Linked DNA regions of Mus musculus: region 1 is linked to region 2. Evidence: chromatin contacts called from public Hi-C data. All regions are on one chromosome and are shown on one strand. The core of a region is the stretch at or near the end of the contact, and the rest is flanking DNA. Distances in the headings are between cores, read along the strand shown.

Region 1 (7,378 bases), core at 326-2,825, 150 kb after region 2:
GAAATTAACAATAATGACTAATAAAATAAGATTCTCATAACACTGTGTTATGATAAAAGTTAGGCAAGTGAATTTTTAAAAATTTCCCAGAGTATCTTATTATATATACTGCATTATATTTTGATGAGCAGTTGATGGATCCTGGAGTTTTCCAGAGAGAAACCAACTATGGGGAACTACCATATTCCCATCAATAAGTTATGCTGGGTGGGCGACAAAGCTGTAAGATGAAGACTCATCAGCAATGGGACTTGGACATCGTGTGAATCAAATAATAAAAGGCATGTCCTTGCTTCTCATGGTTTTTCTTCCAACTGTAGTATTTTGTTTTATATGTTCTCTGAATTTTTTTTCTAAGTCAAGTATTTTACATGTTTCAAAGGAATCATGATCCTATACCCTGTACTGTTCAGCCAAAGAATTTATTTTTAAAAAATGCAGAGGTTTTAGAAACAATGCTAGTTGTATCTAGTTGTTCGCTCCTTGATAATCTTGGGGTTGGGGTGGGGTGGGGTGGGCATGGTTCACTAAGTCTCCTTACCTTTGTTTTAACATTTACAGGTGTAAAATGCAGTTACAATGTATTGCTATAAAAGTTGTAAGGACCACAGAATGGAATCAGTTAATATCTACTCAAACTCTTATTCAGAATATTACTGTCTTTGCGGCCCTGAAAAACATGCAAACCTTGTCTGTAACTTCATTCCTCGTTTAGAGACTGAGGTGTTCAGCGAATATCTTGTGTCTGTATGGATGTGGCACCTGTCAATTAAAAGAAAACCCTATGGCCTATTGGAAAGGGTAGACTAGAAGGTGGGACATCCGGGAGGCAGAAAGAATTCTGGGATTTAATGTTAGGCAGATTTGCCCTGGGAAGATGTGAAGAGCTGGATGCATGGTATCTGAGCACAGGAAATCAGCCATGGGGCAAAGTCTAAGTTAAAATAAATGGGTTAAGTTATGATCTAGTCAGATATTATAAATATATTTTGAGAGTGGGTCTTATTTCTGGGAGGAAGAAGCAGACCCAACTTCTACACTAAGGGTCATAATAGCAAGGATGCTTGGAAGCAGGGTGCTTAACAGAGTTCCTGGGACATGGTAAGCACTTACTAAGAGCTAGCTCCTTCTGTCTGTCATAGAGTCAGAGTTGCGATTGTGCAGCCTTTCCGGAAGGCGTTTGAACTAACTAAACATACATGGCAAGACAGCCCAGAGTTTGTTAGCTGACCGTTTGTGGGTGGCAAAGACAATCGTAGAAGCTGTAAGTAGGTATCAACACAACACTTTCTGGAAATGTTTTTATTTTTCTATCTGGGCTTTTTCAAACTAAGGAATTAGAAACAGGTGGGTGAAAATTCCCTTTTGTTTGTTTGGTTTAAATAGAGGTATGAAGTCAGTGGAACTCATCCTAATATCAGCCTGACTGTCCTTGAGCCCTAACGTCATGCCATATGAGCTCAGTCAGCGCTCACACTAATTAGAAGGACATCATCACACTAACTAGGAGGCATCCTCAGGCACAGGGTGAATCAGAGGTGCTTCTAAGCCAGGAAACCAGTCTGTGCCAAGCACAATGTAGAAACCAGGCCTTGGGTACCACAGTGTGGCCAAGCCAGGTACTGCAGAGAACATTGGCCCCTAGGAACTTCAGAGGATGCTGCTGAGTGTGAACTGTGTCTTGGAGCTTTGATAGGGAAGGATCATAGAGTCTGTTTATGGAATCCAAAGCTGCTTGGGCATATTCTCCCTGGAGGAAATCTCCCAAAGAGGAAGTTTGTCATCACAGAAAACTCAGGAAGGGTGATAATAGTTGTAGCTCAGCAAGAAAAAAAATTTCGCTAGATAAAAATAATTCTACTGTTCATACAATAGAAAAATGAGTATGTAGTTACAGTTTTTAATTTTTGCATGCTTTATTTAAAGAGGCAGTAGGTAAAATGTTAATGCAAGAAAGAATTATAATTCCATATTTAATTGAAAAAATATTGAATTCAACTTTTCTCTGTTATTTTGTTTTCTGATAAATTCATCATAAAAGCTATCATCATGGCTTGTTTGAAAATAATATGTTCTTACATTTCTCACCCTAGACCATCTCAGTAAATATCTAAATTAACTTGAAAGAAAACAAATTACCACCTTGGTGTTCCCAAAGGATTTTGGTATAGGGGGTCTCTGAACCTTATGCTCTTCATTATACTATTTTACTATTGTATTGCATGTTCCTTATACAGCCACACAAAAGAAAATATGTTGTCTTTTCTGTTTATACACCAAAGAAGCATTTTATCTTTAAGACACACAGAGTGGCTAAAACAAGGTTCATCTCAATTATGAGTCTATTCCTCGTATGTCCTTCATTGATATAGGACTTCAGACTACTTTTGCCATAAAACTAGGTTTTTGTTTTCCTTTCTTTAAAAAGTAAGAGATAGACTTATTACAATTTTAGGTAAATGTTAAGTTAAATGGTCCTTAGTAATCTTCCCCTGTAAAAAGGATGCCCAGGGATTTTGGATATATGTATCCCCAATCGAGGCACATGGTTTTTCCTTTGTGAAAATGAGACTCTGTAAAAATGAGACTCAATGTATGAAAGTCATTTAAAAAAATCTCTCTTCTCACATGAAAGCTTGCACTTTATTATGTACGAGAGCATCAATAACTCCTAACTTATTTTGCTCATTGTCTCTTGGTGGTTGGAGTAAGCATGGGCAGTATCCATGGCGCTTACCTTCCACAGAGCTAATATAAGCAGCATTAACAGCAGGAGTCCCGCAAAGGCGCTCAGGAGGATAACCCACAGCGGCACTCGGCCTGGGAGCCCGTCTTTGGATATCTGAATAGCCAGCTGAAAATTATTAAACACGGTTGTTAACGCTGATAAACACCCATCAGAACTCCTGGAACACCGAGTCCGGGTGGGCTTTATTTTTCTACCAAACAGTGTAATTAATCTCATTACTGTATACAGAGAAAACATTTGGTTTACGTTTGAGAATGCCTTTCATTTACTCACAATGTCCCATAATATCAAATTTATTATGACGAAAATGTAGAGCAGTTCGAAACAGAGTTTTACAACTTAAATGGTACGGCTCACTCAGATGGGATTTCTAAATGTTCCCAGGACAGGATGAGAAAATCATGCTTTTGTCTAAAATAAGTCCTTCGGCTTAATTTTCTAAAAAGTCAAGGATAAAATACGTGTACTTTTACCAAGGACTCAGCTTGAATGACTTCATCTTTGTTTTGGATTTTCCAATGACTAAGTGAAGGAGTTTTAAAACAAATTGTGTGTGTGTGTGTGTGAGAACATACATACATATACAGTTCTAAATATATACACATATATTTAAATACACACACACACACACACAGGCATTTTCTGCAAATAGATTTTACAATGTCTTCTGAGGAGGAGACGATAAAGTCAAACATGGCTGGTGAGTTGTAAACATGACGGCTTTCCTAGCTTCTAAGGAATAAGACCAAGCCTGAAAATCACATTAGAAGCCGATGGAAATCAAATCCATGTCTGACATGAGCGTCCGTTCAATCGCTGCTTACACCCCTGTATACGATCATAAAACACCCTGGCCAAGTCTGCATTTAAATGCCGTAACGTTTCCAGACGCGCAGCCGCACTTACCTCTCGTTTCCGGTTGCTGCTGCTTAAAGTCAGCGATGAGTTTTCACTCTGAAGTTCTCCCCGTATGGTAAGATTTAAGCTGGAAAAATGTGCCTGAAAGGCAGGTGGGGTTCGTATTAATGCTCCGCGTTAACCAAGATGACGGTAGTCATGTCTGTGCGGCACAGTCACCACACCTTCTGCAGTCCCCCATGTAAGGTCGGGCAAGATCAACCCAGCTGAAATTCCAGTACGGACTGGGAGAGGCTCCCGAGGTCTCACCTCTAGCTAAGGAACTTAAGGGGTTGGGAAAGTCGCTTTTCTTTCTTTCTTTTTTAAAAAAATATATTTTAACATAAAAATATAGTTCCATCATTCCCTTGTGCTCCCCTCTTTCCAGCCCTTCCCATAAACCCCCATTCCCTTTCAAATTCATTATCTCTTATTCTTGATTGTTGTTATAGATGAAGAGATATAAAACACAGTCTGGTAAGTCTATTTAGTATGGCTATGCATGTGGCCAGTGGTGCCCCCCGCGCGCCCCTCCCCTCAACTAAGTAGATGACCTTACATCATGAATATGGCGTGCCACAATTGTATTTGGTGGATTAATAAATACAAATAAATAACAAGTTATAAAATGAAGACAGGATGTCTGGTGTAGCTCTTGTAGGGGCTGGAAGGGGAGTGAGGTGTAGATAGCATCAAGATCTATTGTGTACATGTGTGTAAGGTTTGAAAAAGAAAATAGAAGAAAACTGAGATTGTTCTGTGAGATTAATACACTTGTGACTGCGGATACCTCTTTCACTTCCCGCTGCCCCCATCAAACCGTCCCTTAGATCCTCTTTATAGAATGAGACCGAAAACTTCAATATAACTTCCATTCAGATTTTTCTCTAGAAAAGCGAACTTCGGACTTACCTGCATCTAGGTATGTATGGGATAGCTACATTCCAATAATGAGGACTATGCATAGGTACTTATTAAGGATTGTGCATGATACAATATTAAACCTTGATGACTTACATTGTCATCTTAATAGGGACAAACCTAAAATTCTTAGGCCTATATGATCAACTAAATATTTCTTTAAAGAAATGAACAGCCGGGCATTGGTGGTGCATGCCATTAATCCAGCACTTGGGAGGCGGAGGCAGGCAGGTTTCTGAGTTTGAGGCCAGCCTGGTCTACAGAGTGAGTTCCAGGACAGCCAGGGCTACACAGAGAAACCCTGTCTCGAAAAACCAAAATAAATAAGTAAAAATAAAAAAGAAATGAACAAAAGTTACAAAGTATAACAAACTATTTTAAAACGGCCTGCATTCGGCTGGATGTGGCTTTGTAAGGGATAAAAGAAATACTTGTATAGACCGTCCAAACACAAATCACCACTCTTCTTATTCAAGCTTTCTACTTTGTTAATCACACCAAGGAACGTCATTATATCATCCTCTGAATCCTAACTCGGTCCCAAACTACTAATAAGATAAGCACAGACCTCAATAACGGAGTACAGTGCAAAGGTTAGCGATGAGAGAGCCCAAGAGCTTTGCATCTGACGGGGAACTTTGGAGGAAACTTAATGATTGGCAGATGGGGAAGATGAGCCCCGCACAGTGTCACATTCTTGGACACTCCCAGCCTCCTGTTCTTTCCAGGGCAATGCTGTGACTTACCCAGCTACTGCATAGTGAACTAGCACTTACTTTTATGAAAGTTGGTTTCCACAAGATGAGTGAGACATTCACTTGACTCACATCCGAGGGAAGGAGATGACACGTGATGGTAGCAATCTTGCAGGTACTGCAGTCCTGTTGGATGGTTAGAGATACACGTTACAGTGCTTGCGGTCTGATCACAGGCTCTATATTAAAATGCTTCAGATATATATTTCTAGGTTGGCATGGGATAGGCTGCACTTGGAAAGCGTAAAGAAAAAATTAACAGAACTTAGTTTACCTGGATTGTGCCTCTTTTGAGAACCTCAGACTTTGATATTGTCATTTTCTTCCCAGAGTTGATACCCAAAGGGTCCTCAAGGCTTCGAGGTCTGCAGTTTACATTCTAAGAAAGGAAAGATTTCCTCATTAGACACTGCCCAAGGCAAGAGAACAAGATAAGTTGGTGCAGTAATATGAAGGATCTGTGAATGACCGCCATTAATATATATATATATATATATATACACACACATACATATACATACACATATATACATATGCATATACAAATACATATACATACACATATATACATATACATATGCATATACATATACATACACATATATACATATACATATATACATATACATATACATATACAGTCTATTTGTGAGTATGCAGCACAGGAGAGGCAGTAAGGCATCTTCCATGTATTCCTACCTCAGGTAATAATCACTGTCTTCATGGCCCTTGCAACTGCAACAGAGCTCACAATTATCAATTTTATAGTTTTTCAAAGAAAATCTGGTAAATTTACCACAATGTATATGTTCAATTATAGATACTGTATTATCTATGCGTTATATAGATATTCAAATTCATAGATATAAATATACAGAGACAATAACGTAATGTACATGCATACATTCTGCTGAGGAAAAGGAAAGCATTAGCAGATGGTGCTCGATGAGATGCCCGTCTTCTTGACCTCAAGGGAAATTCCAGAGGTTTCTTTTTTCCTTGCCCTTAGCAAAATAATTAAATGATTTCCACAGCAAATAATCCTGTTGTTATGTTTTTATTTTTAATTCTGAGAATGCTTTAGTGTTGAAAAACTGGGTGAAAAGAAGGCAGAATGTTAAATGTTGAACCCAGGCATTCACTCACTTATCACTGAGTGGCTTTCTGCGGTCTAGACACTAAACAGCGAATGACAATAACAACAACAATGATAAATACATAATAATAGTAATAAGCAGAAAAGGGTCTATTCAGTGTTATAAATACAATGGGGCCACCATGCTGGGACAATTTGGGGTTAAGTAAGTAGCAATCTGCTCTTTTGTGTAGAGCCATGTATGGTTAGACAAAAACCATGAGGCTTCTTTATTGAGTCGACTCCCTCAAATAAATTAAACAACAATGAACAATCAAGTATCCATCAGCAATCAGTTACCTAATATCTACTGGACTGCACCATGACTCGTAAAGGGCATTGCCTGAGTTCGAGCATCCTGAGCCTGTGACTACAATCTTAGCTGCAAGCTCAGTCTTTGTGGGTGTGATTAAATAGAAGTTTTCCAGGTAAGAACATCTCACATTTCAGGAAAATGCAAGTAGGGGTGCACAAAACCATCGGGGCAGAAATGAACACAGAATCACAGGAGGGATGGAGTCAAGGGATACACAGAGGTACCAGCAAACACTAGATGCTGGGAGGGCAAGCGTGGCCCAGAGGGCATCTCCGGCATCAGCACCTCGACACTGGACTGCTCTCCCTCAGCATTACTGAATAACAAACTAGCAGGTTTAGCTCCTCGCTTTCTGTAGGTTGTTACCAGAGCACTGGATATTGAGCTTATGCATTCTGTCATTGATGGGAGTAGTTATTAATTTTTACTTGCTTCTCCATGTTTTTCTTTAACAGAACCACACTCACAACAAGTGTCACACATAACCCAAGGCTTACATATCAGCTGAAGAGTGTAGCAGTGGGCTGCAGAGATGGGCTTGGCGGGTAAAAAGTGTTCACCGCTATCCCAGTGTCTTGAGTTCTGTCCCAGGGCCTCTGGTGAAA
Region 2 (7,018 bases), core at 1,659-4,158:
ATTCTATTATACTCAAAGAATTGCATAAAGACTGAAATTTCAAGATCTATTATATATATATTTTTTCATATAGCATATGATCATAGGCTCCATGTTTTCCAATCTGTGAAACCAAGTCACATTCCAAGAGGGGTCCTTGACAATGAGCAGTAGGTACCTAGGGGCTCTTAGATTTAAATTAATAACTAAAAACAGGTCACAGAAAATGTTTAGACAAGAATAGAGATAGGCTGTGATGAAGGTGAATACACAAGACATCCAGATTGTTTGCTTGATTGTTTTAAACCCCTGAAGTAGGCAGATAAATTGCCTTGTTTGTTTTAGAAACAGAAAAAAAATTTTTTTTCACTTCAGGCTCAGTTCAAGTAGAGACTAAGCTGTTTTTCTTGTTATGAAAAAACACCCTGACCAAAAGCAACTTAGGGGAGAAAGGGTTTATTTGGCTTGTGGTTCCAGGTTACAGAGAGAGTCATAGCAGCAATAAGCTGACAACTGGTCACTTCACATTCTCAGTCAAGAGCAGAAGAAATGTGTGCACCATGCCGCCTGCTTGCTTGCTTCTGGCTTTCTCCAGACTTATAAAATTCAAGGCCCAGACCAGGGGACGTCACCATGCCAAGGATGGCCAATTACCAATCAAGGCTTTCCCACAGACATGTCCACAGAGCCTGATCTATATTATTTTTAGATTGGAGCTCCTTTTCCAGTTTATTCAAGGGTGTGACCGGTGGACATTTAAACTAACCTGCACAGCAGTAATGTGCAGTAGTAATGGTGGGAAGTATTTACACAATATTAATCAGACAGGAAATGATGTTACCTGTGCATTCAAAATTTGTTTAGCAAATCTAATGAACATAGACCCTGACAGACATTTCTTGGAAAACATTTTGGAAAAGGGAATGAACATTTTTGGAAATACAGTCATTCCTGAGATATCTTCCTCAAATAAATAGATCCTTTTGTGAGGAGCCAAAATGTTCTACATTTCTAATATCAGAGTTTAGATTCTTTTTTTAAATCTAGAAATAAGGCGGAAATGTCTTTATCTAAATTTATGTCTGTATTTTTAACTAAATGGCATCTCATTTAGTACAGACTGAGAAAATAGTGACTAGATTTTTTTTATAATAAATTGTAACTTAAGCAAAACAATAACCTTGCTACTAAAGAGGTTAGGCTATTCCTAGTAATTTATTATGTTCCATTCTAATTACCCACTTATGTAATTAATGAGTTTGTAACTAAAATAACATTAAAGTCTTCAGCATAACATGAAAATATCCTGGTATTAGTCTGGTTTGCAATCAGAACTTAAGATAGGGCTGTATTTTTTTTTTTTATTATTTGAGTAATGAAGAAAAAAATGAATAGAAACTGGAAGTACTAGAGGCCAAAAACCTTGAAAAGACTCACTCCACTAATAACTCAGAAAGGAGACAGCGTGTTTCCCCAACAAGATTTGGAATAGGCTGACAAAGAATTTTTTTTCTTTTTAACTAAGCTATTAAGTTAAATCCATCAACAGAAAAACCGCAGGAAAATGTGTGCCATTTGAAAACATTATTTCTTTTAACTTGTAAAAGAATTTTAAAAATTTTTACTGTTCAGTGCTGTGGATTGTGACTTTACACTAAGCAACATCTCAGCCCTAAGAATCTTGTAGAATAAAGAGGATATTTTCAAAATGAATGGCATTATCCTGATGTCATGGTCTCATAATTGGATTTTTAATATTTGAATAGAGTAAAACATTATTGAGCTTTGTCTTTGTCCTTGTTAAGATTTTATTTCTTATGTGTGTGGGTGTTTTGCCTGTATGAGTGTCTGAGCACCGCCTATGTGGATGCTGGGAATTGAACCTGCGTCCTCTGGCAGAGCAGCCTAGCACAGGCTTAACCCTGTCTCATCTCTGAGTCCACCAAAGGAAGTTTTTAGGAAGAGCTCTTAGGCAATTTTTGAGGTCCCACCTGCCCTCTCCGCCCCCAAGCAGGAATGATAGGCTCTAGCCTTTATATGCACCAGTTTGTTTGCAAAACCACATTGAACTATGCATTGTTTCTTAGCCTATTGAAGATATTGCTCATTGCTGTCACTGGAAACGACCCAGGAGCCCAGAGTGACTGTCAGTTTCCTCGTTTACCTAACAGCATGTGGACATAAATATTTAACCTTAATGTTTAGCAACCTTATCAAAATAAATGTTGATGCAAATCATAATCGGGCTTATTACTCCCCTCTGCCCACCCTTCCCCTTCTGCATTTCTATTTCTTCCTTGAACTGAGTACACCCATCTTGCCAACTATTTTCCTTCTGGAAATTTATTACCCAATTTTTACGTTCCCATAGCTTGACACAGAACGTGAAATGTCCTTTCCTTCCGTATTTGTTACTATTTTGGCAAATGTATTTGGCACAAGAATCTCCTCGGTGAGACTTCCTACAGCAGGTGACCCAGCCACGCCCCCCGCCACTCTCAACTGAAAGGTAAGGTTTTTACTAAGATTACAGTTGGAACACAGTTACGGTTAACCCGGACTGAGCGCCCAGCGAGGGCCACTTAAATCCACGTACCCACGCGACAACTAAGGCAGAGATGTGTACCTAGGAAGTCTGGATGGGGTCGCTGGCTCAGAAACTCCTGAGCGCCTAAAACACTGAAGTGACAGTCAGATACCGTCTCCACGCTGCGAATAAGAACCCGGATCCCACACTGGATGGAGGGGCCGCATAGGTTAGCCTGGGGAAGGCCACCCTGCCGGGTCACACAAGAGGTCGCAGCACTGGGATCCAAAAGCAGAGTAAACTTTTGTGGGTGCAGGAGGCGTGGCGGGGCGGAGCGAAGTGTACGCAGGCGCAGTGTCCACACGCCCGGGGTTGAGCACCACCCAGAAGGTGGAGCATCCGGCTGCGCATGCGCTCTGAGTCACCGGCGCCTCTAGGGGTTGGAGAACTGGCTTCGCGGTGTGTAGCGGGATGGTTCCTAGGTGCCAGGTAAGAGTTGGTTCGCGCGGCTGGGGCGCCCCTTCCTCTCTAACTCCTCCCGGGTTCCGGGTCTTGCGCCTGCTGCTCGCTGAATGTCAAGTTCTGTCCCCGAACTCTGGTGTCCAGGTCATGGCCTTCACGACCGATTACCTAGACGGTTTTTTTCCCTACCATTCCGGATGATTTATTTTGACACTTTTTAAAATTAAAACGCTCCTAGTTAGGAATTATTGTGAGGAAATGCGCATCACCCAATGATTGACAGGCTCAGGATAGTTTGCAGCAGCCGTGATTATTGTGGAGAGACCGAGTTGTACTGAGTGACAGGTGAGACCTTGTGCACAGTCAGGTCCCTTAGTTCCCAGGCTGATTACACGGGTTTGGCCTAGAAACTACCAGTTGATCCTGTAATTCAAGCCCATTTGCTTTGCTGCATGTCAAATGTTCTGTGTTTTGTAACTCAATCGTAATGTAGGACGGAATCAAAGGTCATTTGACCACTGTGAAATGAAAGCTAGGCCTTTGCTGACTGGGTTATTTAATTTACTTGTGTAATCCACCCCCTGACTCAGACCTCTGTCTCTGCTTCGCGGCTGATGGAAGAATCGATTCCGTGTCAAGTCAGACTTAGCATGTTTTCTAAGGAAATTTAGTAGGATTTTAATGCTGCCACACAAGCTTGAGATTGTGAGAGGTCTGAACAGTAGGCAGAAATCAGAAGTGATTTTAAAGCGTTTGTCTCAAATATGAATCTATAGATATATGGAAGTGTTTTGTTTGTTTGTTTATGTTTTTCGAGACAGGGTTTCTCTGTGTAGTCCTGGCTCTCCAGAACTACACTCTGGTAGACCAGGCTTGTCTTGAACTCACATAGATCTGACTGCTTCTGCCTCCCCAGTTCTGGGTTTAAAGACATGTGTCACCACCACCAGGCCAATACTGAAGTTTTGTGAGCCATTGCATTTGGGGAGCGAGGAGCCTTCTTGGTGCGGGTTATTTAGACTATCCTCTCTCCTTTCAGATTGACGTGTTGTATTTTGCAAAAAGTGCTGAAATAGCCGGAGTTCGCTCGGAGACCATTTCTGTGCCACAGGAAATCAAAGCGTCAGAGCTGTGGAAGGAGCTAGAGAGTCTCCATCCTGGGTAGCTAACGTTATAGAGTGCATATGATGAACATGTAAAGGTTTCTAAAATGTGTAAATTACGTGTGAGTGTGCGTATGTGTGTTCTCACACAAGAGTACTAGTTCTTTTAAAATTCTTGAAAATTTAAAACTCTGGTATTTAGAAACATCCAAGTACCACAAGGAACACCATAGATAATTTACTAGAAAAGCAGTCAAGTGGATGCCCCCTAGATATGTTTATGTAATTTACAATCATTTTTCTAATTTCTAAGACAGAAAAATGCAAGTTCTGCCTTTTATAGCCTAAGATGAAAAATTGAAAGATGCTGTTAAAAAGATACATTATAAACCTTTCTGTCCTTTTCTCTCTTTTAAAATACTCAAAAGTTTCTGAGATTGAAAGAAAAATGAAGTATAACAGACCCTACATGCTTCTGAGCTTGGGTTTTATAATATTTGAAAATTTCTCACTGGCCCCTGAAAATCTGAAATGAAACTTATTATTTTTCCCTGAAGCCCTGTCGGGATGAGCTATAGAATGGCTGGACACTGTCCCAGGAACACGAGTGGTGCTGCTTCAGCCTGCGGAGAGAGGTTTCCCCCAGAGCTCTGCTCTGTGCGGAAGGTGCTATACCAGTAGCTCCCAACCTGTCGGTGGCGACCCCCCCCCCAAGGGGTCGAATGACCTTTACACAAGGGTCACCTATTAGATAGCATATCAGATATTTTCATTACGATTCATAACGGCGGCAAAAATGACAGTTATGAAGTAGCAATGAAGTAATTGTGTGGCTGGGGGTCACCACGATGTGAGGAACTGTATTAAAAAGGGTGGCGCCGTTCGGAAGGTTGTGCCACACTGTGTGCTCAGAAGGGCTGCATGCTTCTCCCTGGCTAGGAACCACTCAAGTCACCTTTTCCCTCTGTGAAAGGTTGGCAAGCCCTTTGTGCTGTTTCACCTACCTGTAAGCCAGCAGCCGGCTTCATACGAAAAGGCTGTGTTCTCGTTGGGAAGTTTTTGTTTTGATTTTTTTTTTCTTCTTTTCTCCAAAGTTTTGAATATAGGTCTGTAAACTTTTCTGTCCTTTTCTCTTCTTTAGAATACTCAAAAGGTTTCTGAGGTTAAAGGAAAAGCGGACGGAGAATAACAAACCCCACGCACTGCTGAGCTTGGGTTTTATGATAGTTCCTATCTTCCCACTGGCCTTAGCTTTAGAGTAACCTCACATATCTTTGGGGTCAAGTGTGTTCTACGTAGTGAGAGTTAGGTCAGTACCTTCGTGAATGAAGTATTACTTAATGCAGCTGAGGAGGTGTGAGGAGCAGTTCACAGGGTCTAACCAGGGCCGTTTCTCCTTCAGGTTGGCTGATGTTAGAAACCAGGTGATATTTGCTGTTCGTCAAGAGTATGTCGAGCTTGGAGATCAGCAACTCCTGCTTCAGCCCGGAGATGAGGTTGCCATCATCCCGCCAATCAGTGGAGGATAATGCATCTGAGCCATCTGGGTATGTGGTGAAGGACCAGCCTCAGGATACCTTGCGCATGGTTTGCTCTTACTGTCTATTCTGTGTGAGGCTGACTGCACCAGTCCTTTACCGAGGCAGCAGCAACTGGGATTTCTATACTGATGCTAGGTTGTGATGAATACTGTCTACCGTCTCCCATGACCCCTAGAGTAAGCAGTTTGATGTGTTCATTATATTCATTTAACATTTCTCATTGAGATCTTATGATGCATGTGTTTTGATGGTGGGAAAACAAACTCAGAGAAATTTTAAAATACCTTGTCTTTAGGGACTGGGCAGGTGCCTCCCTTTGTGAAGTGCTTGTATGAATGAGCATGAGGCCTTATTAGGGACCTAGAACCTCTGTAGAAGCCAGATGTGGCAACACATTATTTTAGCCCCAGCCCTGGAAGGCAGAGACAGATGGATCCCTAAGGATGTGCAGGCCAGTGAAGTCCAGATTAACTGAGAGACTCTTGTTTCAAAACATAAGATGGAAAGCAATTGAGGAAGACACCAGTGTTGCCATTTGGCCTCCGCCTAAATGTGCACAGTGTTCAGGTTCATGAACACACACACACACACACACATACATGCACATACAAACGAAAGCTTGTTTTGGCCACGTGTGGCCACACATGGCCTTTCCTCACAGTGGCAGGACCAAAATTTGAATTTACCTTTGTAGTATGACCTTGTTTACTTTTTAACAAATGTGGTTGCTTATACCTGATAATAGCTTCCCTGGATGTAAACTGTATAAGTAGGAAGTTAAAAGGATTGTCCCTGAAGAGACAGTCAACTACTGTCCAGCACAGAGGAGCAGCTTCTCAGCTGTGTGGTCGTGGGACTCTCGGGTCAACTTAGTCCATGGAAGAGTGGGATGCGTATAAACATTCTTCAGGGTAGTGTGGGAGCGCCCGGCTAAGGACTGAGTCAGAATAGCTTGTTTTATTGTCAACTGAAGAATAAATACACTGCAAGGTAAACTGTTTTTGAATAAGAACTCTTTAAGGTATAGATAAAAAAAAAAAGAGATAGGAAAGAAAAAAGATCTCCCGAAAGCAACAGTAAATATCCTTCACAGAAGCAAAGGTTCAGCCCCATTAAAGACAAGCCAGAGATGTCTGTTTTCTCTGCCTCCCTTTCCTGGAAAGCTGTGTAGCAGGTGCCAGCATGTTCACACTTAGGGAACTTTCTCAGGCCTGCTGTCTGGACACTCTAGGATTCCCTGTGGAAGATATATCTTAGTTTCGTGATCACATTCTGATCAGCCTATTTCAGAGTTAATTCAGAGAGCAAGCATACTGCTTTTAAAAGCCCACGCGTGTGACTGCAGCAATTCAGAAAGGTGAGAGCGATTGTTAATAGGATTGTACAATGTTTGAGTGAGCTCAAAC

The links. Hi-C and Micro-C count contacts between places; a contact is called where the count stands out from the background.
Region 1: a Hi-C map of neural stem cells shows a contact between it and region 2, with 10 times the contacts expected there. The contact joins the enhancer-like site here to the promoter of Mocs2 in region 2. A contact is called at or near these places in 27 of 39 promoter capture datasets (the 3T3-L1 cell line, 3T3-L1-derived adipocytes, the C10 cell line and 18 more), 8 of 15 datasets of contacts at CTCF or cohesin (CD8 T cells, the G1E-ER4 cell line, the NIH/3T3 cell line and 4 more), 277 of 484 Hi-C or Micro-C datasets (the 63-12 cell line, the AML12 cell line, the AtT-20 cell line and 140 more), 49 of 115 datasets of contacts at active chromatin or transcription factors (the 230-238 cell line, CD4 T cells, CD4 single positive thymocytes and 35 more) and 6 of 9 other capture datasets (adipose tissue, embryonic stem cells, embryonic tail and 3 more).

The regions. Positions count from the first base shown.
Region 1 is chr13:114,962,861-114,970,238 of GRCm38.p6, forward strand. It overlaps Itga1 (integrin alpha 1), which reads right to left. Exons shown (of 29, transcript NM_001033228.3): 25 at 5,597-5,701; 26 at 5,344-5,448; 27 at 3,656-3,748; 28 at 2,738-2,854. Among named protein-coding and RNA genes, the nearest start is that of Itga2, 34 kb to the left of the region's middle. Within about 2 kb of position 1,576, at least 146 of the 459 cell types and tissues checked have an H3K27ac peak or open chromatin away from gene starts, as enhancers often do. A contact at or near this core is called in the AtT-20 cell line, CD8 central memory T cells, DN3 thymocytes and 25 more, where this site is marked.
Region 2 is chr13:114,815,329-114,822,346 of GRCm38.p6, forward strand. It overlaps Mocs2 (molybdenum cofactor synthesis 2), which reads left to right and starts at 2,909. Exons shown (of 6, transcript NM_001113374.1): 1 at 2,909-2,995; 2 at 5,474-5,618. The coding sequence starts at 5,521. It overlaps Gm34790 (a long non-coding RNA gene), which reads right to left and starts at 2,896. Exons shown (of 3, transcript XR_382937.4): 1 at 2,606-2,896.